Regions from separate parts of the Drosophila melanogaster genome. Here region 2 is linked to region 1. A link is a contact called in public Hi-C data. All regions are on one chromosome and are shown on one strand. The core of a region is the stretch at or near the end of the contact, and the rest is flanking DNA. Distances in the headings are between cores, read along the strand shown.

What was found. Hi-C and Micro-C count contacts between places; a contact is called where the count stands out from the background.
Region 2: a contact with region 1 is called in a Hi-C map of the Kc167 cell line, with 1.8 times the contacts expected there. A contact is called at or near these places in 16 of 107 Hi-C or Micro-C datasets (the Clone 8 cell line, the Kc167 cell line, the S2 cell line and 7 more) and 2 of 7 datasets of targeted methods (both in the Kc167 cell line).

What each region holds. Positions count from the first base shown.
Region 1 is chr3R:16,572,116-16,575,388 of dm6, forward strand. It overlaps CG14903, which reads right to left and starts at 1,637. Exons shown (of 2, transcript NM_142304.2): 1 at 1,418-1,637; 2 at 1,064-1,285. The coding sequence starts at 1,603. The coding sequence ends at 1,112. CG14891 reads left to right here. Exons shown (of 1, transcript NM_142303.4): 1 at 1-1,043. The coding sequence ends at 903. It overlaps Scp2 (Sarcoplasmic calcium-binding protein 2), which reads right to left. Exons shown (of 5, transcript NM_079657.4): 5 at 2,428-3,273. The coding sequence ends at 2,956.
Region 2 is chr3R:16,654,037-16,657,309 of dm6, forward strand. It overlaps modSP (modular serine protease), which reads right to left and starts at 1,626. Exons shown (of 6, transcript NM_080515.3): 1 at 1,404-1,626; 2 at 427-730; 3 at 1-347. The coding sequence starts at 1,470. It overlaps Ubx (Ultrabithorax), which reads right to left. Exons shown (of 2, transcript NM_206497.3): 2 at 2,587-3,273.

The DNA of each region.
Region 1 (3,273 bases), core at 387-2,886:
TATTTGACCGAGTTTGTGCAGCTGTTGGGTGTAAGCTGTCCCAATCTAACAGAGCTAAGCTTCTTCAAAATTTCTGTCAGCCTAGCCCACATGACTCACCTGTTCGATGGTGCCAATGGGTTGATTAATATTACCAACATATCCTTGAGGCGTTGTAACCTGAAAGATGCTCACATTTACTGCTTGCAGATGCTATCGAAACTAAAGAGTCTGGACATCAGAGAAAACTTTAGTATTAAAGGCGACAGTTTAAAATCTCTGCCAATTTCCTTGGAGATTTTAAATGTTTCAGGATGCGTAGATCTGTCGCCCAAGTGTCTAATCCAACTTGCGGCCCTGTCGCATCTCCGCGAACTGCGCTGCCCTGGCATTGTCAAGTTTGCGAAAGATAATGAGCTGTACGGACGGCTCGCACATTACTGCCCCATGCTCGAGGTTCTCGAGCTTACCGACTTCATGAATGTGATACAGCTGGGCGGTCTGTCTCGTCTCCACACCTTGGTTATTCACTCTTCCGCCCAGCTTGACTACCATGTGAATAACGTGCTGCTTACGTCGATCGCGGAATCGTATTCGCTGCGCCATCTAGAGATTCTGGATTCTTTTGGACCTATGTCGGATACTTCCTTCGATCTGAGTATTTTCTCCCAGCTTAAAGAACTGCGGACCCTGATATTACATAATCAGAACTTTACAACGCTACACCTAATGGGATTGCAAAAACTGTCTACCTTGGAGTTTCTGGACCTGAGTGGCTCGCCCAATCTGTCCAATGAGGTCGTTGCGAAGTTGACCAAATCGCTTAGCGGACTGCGCCGGTTGAAGGTTGATTTCTGTCCTCTTATCACACGACAATTAACCAAGATCCTAGAAGGGAATCCTAAGCTTCAAGTAGACTTTTAGGTTCAGCTGCGGCTCAACAACAATGTTTTTATATCTATCCTGCTTTCTTTGTAAAATGTAAATTTGTATTGGCCTAACTTTATATTGGACCCGTTGAGCTTATGTAATAAAGTGCTCCGGTCATGTTTTTGACAGAATACAAAGCAAAAACAACGCTTTTCTTTTTCTTAAATTTTTAGTGTCAATAAGCATATACAACAATAATGAATTACTCTTTTAAAAGCTTAAGGTGCTTGACATATTTATGAACCGTGTCCTTAACATAAGGTTTCAAGGCGATGCAGGTTGGGATATTTTCGGGCTGTTCGATCCACAACTTGTGTTTAATCTCGTTCTCCTTTAACTTTTCACTGAGCTTGACCAGAGCACTCTCATCTTTGGCCTGAAAAAGTGTAATACTTTAATTCCATCTCTTTGATTGAAAATACACAAATATTAAGATTTTGAAAAGAAAGTAAAGTGTTGTAGAAGTCCTATGATATACATTATTTAAAATATAAACCCATTTCATTACCTCCAGCACCACTTTGTGCATATTATCCAGATCGTTCAAGTAGGCCACAGTGTCGGCGTCCTCGGAATTCAAGTGAATGACGGCGGCTGTGGCATGGCAACTCTGAGCGATCACCGCCCCCAAGGGCCAACTAAGGGCGGAACGCAAGTCGCTGCGAACTACAATATACTGTACAATATTACTCATGTTCTGTGAAATATATGAATTCCGAAATGTGTTTACTTTTTTTGAGTTAGGGATGTGATAAAAATGTAAAAATATCAATACATCGATATTTTTCTACAAATATTTTTATGGGTACGTATCTTACCAATGTATATCAACACTCAAATATTTAGATATTTTAATGCTCACGCTAAAAATAGATATAACCTTGACAAAATGCCGTAAATATATAAGCAACTGGTCGAGTAATTTGAATAGTAGCTTGGAAAATGGTCATCAGTGTGAACACCCCTTACGTAAAATGTAAAAATACGAGTACATTCGCAGCTTCTGCACCAGGTGGCGCCACTTCCGCGCGCGAAACCAAAACAGTTAAAACTGACATAGATGTATAATGTATAAAACACGGCCTTTTGTTTATTATGGGATACTGGTTTATTTTCCGGGAGCTACCGTGCTTTAAAATATACTACGAATAAATATAAAAGGAAATTAATGCATAGTAAATGGCACTTCAACCAGATTTTTCCAAGACTATGATTTTTTGAGGTTATTGTTAGGTAATGCTTCCTTAAAAGCATTCCACTACGCAATGACCTATTTCCACAACTAATTTACTCATTTTGGCATACGGTGTTATCGGTAGAGTATTAAAGTATCTCTCCATGGCGCTGTTCAGCTAAAAGCACTAATCCATAATTTTCATAAATTGTCTGGCATACATACGTTGATTGTATCGCACCTGATGCGAATGTATGGTATGTGTAAGTATGTTGAGCTTCGAGGCGAATTTACACACCCGCCACACCCACTAAAAAAAAGATATTTGAAGTCGAAAATGTTTTGTATAGATACTTTGATTTTATTATTGTAATTTCTTGGAACACTTTACATTTACATTTAAATTTATACGCCATAGATGCGAGACGATAAACGACGACTACACACACATAACAATTTGACAGTTTAATTGATTTAATTTACGCACCACATTGATACGGATCTGTGGGAGATCCTACCTCGTAATTGATATCATCGCTAGATATAGTCGTAGTTCGTAAAGGTACACTTTTGCATATATGTGTTTGTGTAGAGATACTACAGCTTGCACATTACTCGAAGCCTTGGTATATAAAATATAAATAGTTTGCAGACAGATTACGCTACTAAATTAGAACATTGAATTGGGCAAAATTTGAGATTCTTGGAGAGAAAACAACACTCAACTAACAACGACGGATCATCAAGTCGGGAGGGTTGAGATCTGCCTCCCCTGTCGACAATAGATATATAATATTAATTTTAATAATAATTTCACTTGTTGCATTTGTTCAGTATGTCCAGTATCGGAGCTGTTCTTATTTGGCTGGGTCTTAGAAACTGGTCTTTCCAAAAATGTAGTTGCCAGGCGCATTCACATCCTCGGCGGCGAAGTACTCCTTCCACAAGGCGGCGAACTGCTCCCGGGTGACCTCGCTCTGCCCCTGAGACATCTTCGCAAAGGCTTCCTCACACTCGGTCTTCTCCAGGCCATAGCTGGAGCAGACCAGCGTGAATTCGGTCACATCGATGCCTCCATCGTGCGAGGCATCCTCCAGGTCGAACATGAAGTTCATGTAGGCATTCTGCCAGTCCATCACGCTGCTGGGATCCTTGGCATAGGCGTCCCACATGTTGCACCACTCGTCCAC
Region 2 (3,273 bases), core at 376-2,875, 82 kb after region 1:
TGCCGTCACCCGTCAGGATGGGCCTTTCGTCGCCAAGTGGCAAGGGGCATCCGAGCAGCTCCAGCGGAGTCTCAGTCACCACGGGTGTGGTCACCTTTTTGGTGGTGTTGCATAGCAGTGGTGCCTCATCGGATCCGTCATAGCAGTCGTTTTCCCCATTGCATGACAATGACCCCGAGATGCAGCCACCTGTTCCGCACTTGAAGGAGTACGCTGGACACTCCATGTGGCCGCACAGTTCCACCGACTCGTCAAAGCCCGTTCCATCCGCACAGTCGTCCTTGCCGTCGCACAGAAAGTTGCTCTTGTCCAGGCAAATTCCGGATGGGCATTTGAACTCATTTTCCCTAAAGGGGAAGAGAAGCAATTAATGTATCCATTCCTAGTCCTCATCCTGTTATCTACATTCTACATTTCAGTACTCACTTGCAATTGCCTTGAAGCCGTCGGTCGTGCTGCCGTATATCGTCCTCGTTGCCGCATCTCAACCTGGTCTCATCGGAACCATCTGCGCACTCATTGACTCCATTGCACCCAGCTGTCCCGATCACACATGCTCCATAGGTGCACTGGAAATAGGGCTTGGTGCAGTGCTGCCGCTGGGAGACACAGGTCAACGCCGTCTCATCGGATCCATCCGGGCAGTTCTTCTCGCCATTGCAGACATCGTACTGCGAAATGCAGCTGCCGTTGTCGCACTCAAACTGTGAGCTGTCACATGCCGCAAATACTTCAAAAATGATCCTTTCGATTATTATATTATAAGGACAATCGCGTGTTCCTTTACTTAATTGTTCTGATTGCGAAACCACATATATTGGAATCAAGTTTCATTCATTTAGAGCACTTTTACTTTTGGTTCTTAAATTTTTTAAGAGTAAGAGATTTGTTACTCATATATACTTAATATATAAACTACACTTTAAATTTAAGTTTAATGAAAACTTACGTTAAGTAACTTAGTAACTTTTCTCCCTACATTTACAATTTATGCAAATCGGCAGAAAAATTGATAATCCCTATTGCGCTTTTAATATTCTTTATTTTATTTTATTTTTTTCCTCATTTGATTATTGCGATTGTGTAATGTTGTATAGCTATTTTTCTTAGCATTTGAGTGGGTTAAGCTGCCTGTTAAAACTACCGCAGCTTAACTAAATTACCGCGTTTTTTATTATTTATTTCCGTAAACATTCTCTCTCCCTTCACACTTAGTCAGCACCCTGGAGTGTAATAAACAAACTGAAAATCGACAGAGATAAACAGATCGCGATTTCAAGATGAACCGGCTCAAATCGTGTTCTGAGAATCTCTCTTCGAGAACAACGCATTTACATATGTACATATGTACAGAAAGTGTTTATTTTCGTTCCATTTGTATTATCATTTTGAACTTTACTCACTTGTTCTGAATTTCAATAAAAGCGCGCAGAAGAACAATGGATTTGATAAAAACGATATTAGTTGCATAATCCTTATTTCTGATGCACTGTTATGCACTCGATCCAGGTGCACAAGGCAATCACATAGGTATGCCTAAAACAAGTGCGTGCTGATTAAAGTCGTCTGGAAAGCACTTGCCGCCGAGCTAAGAACGACTCCGACCGAGCTTACAAAGCGAACTGAGCTCCAATGTGTTCAAGCCGAATCTCATACCAATCTGAAAACACGTTTTAAGAGCACCTCATCAGTATCGATTGGAGTGCTTAGAGCTGCAGTTCATAATATAAGTCGAGTGAGTGTAGTATTTATATCTCATTTCATTCATCAATATCTATCGATATCGCAGAAAAATAAAATATGAAATTTCGTGTTCGCACTTCCACTAGTTGAGTATTGGGTATCTGATTGTCGGGGAAGTCGACTATAGCATTCTCTCGTGTATTAAACTTTTACCAAATTCATTTTGGAGACTTTTCTCTCAATGGTTTGAGTCCGCGCTAAAAGTGGGCGTTTAGCTAAATTCTTTTGAAAGAATTTAAGGAAATTAATTGAAAAATCAATTTCTTTTATTTTTAAAGAAGTAGTTTTCGAAATGTACCGATATCATTTTTTACATAAAAAGTCAGTCGTAAAAATTTATTCAATTAATAAAAACGCTTAAATAAAAATGACAATCTTATAAACACCAAAAAAAAATTTTACGTTTTTTTTAAATTCTCAATTTTTTTGGAAATTAAATTTTTTGACGCTAGTGCTGCCAGATCTTCGAAATAAGGATTGGCTTCCCCGTAATCTTTTTCAGATCGATATTCATTTCCATCCGTTCTACGCATAGCGTAAGATGTAGAAACTACGAAGTCTACATTACACGTGTGTAAAATATACCTTTACATTTGTATGGTTTGAATTTCCACTGAAAATTTTATTCCTGGATAGCACGGCAAGAAAAACTTAACGTTTTATTGGCTTTCTTGGAACAAGATACTTCCTAAGCCAAGAAAGTATGGCGCCAAATGGAGAATATTGCTATTAAAAATGTAGAACGAAGGACTGCTATTTTAAGAGTACCGCAAAACTATCCTTTCGAATTACCTACAATTCCGAAACCAACTATTTCACATTAATAATCCAAAGGCATCTTTTAAATTATTTAAATCGTTTTGTTTAATTTATTTGTTTCATTTTCCACATTCTCACTGGTTGCTGTTTGTTTTGTGTTTGTTCTTTTTACGTGTAGTTTATATTGATAATTTACAACTTACGGAGCTAACATAGAATGGCATTAAATTAGAGTTACATCGATTAAGTATGAACGGAGCCTGCGGGTCCAATCTTCGATCGCGGGGAGGGGAAATTACAAGTAGAAAATGTAACCGCAAAGTATCTGTAGGTCTGATCTGATCGGATGAAGTAGGTATATAGGAAAAGTAGTAGTCTCTTATGGATAGGCCTGCTCGGCCGAGGGTCAGAGAGTTTAAAGTAAAAGCCACTAGCAAATGTACAAGTAAGTAGCGATTATTTAACTATTTACTACGAATGCACTGGTAAGTAAGTAGTAGGTAAGTGGTCGGATGCAGTACTGTATGCAAGACCTCACCGAATCGTCTTCCTTTTACGTATATCTGTTGCTACGATAATCCACGTTTAAATATTTATGTATTGTATTTTAGCGTCTATTCTTGGTTTGCGGTGGCGGGGACATCCCATTCGATCCACGCATATGCGTTTAAAATCTATAACATTTAACTTATTCTTATTTACGTATTTGCATCTGCCTTCGTTCCGTTCCGCAGAATTACTCTCTTATTGTTTGTCCATTTCGACTCGATC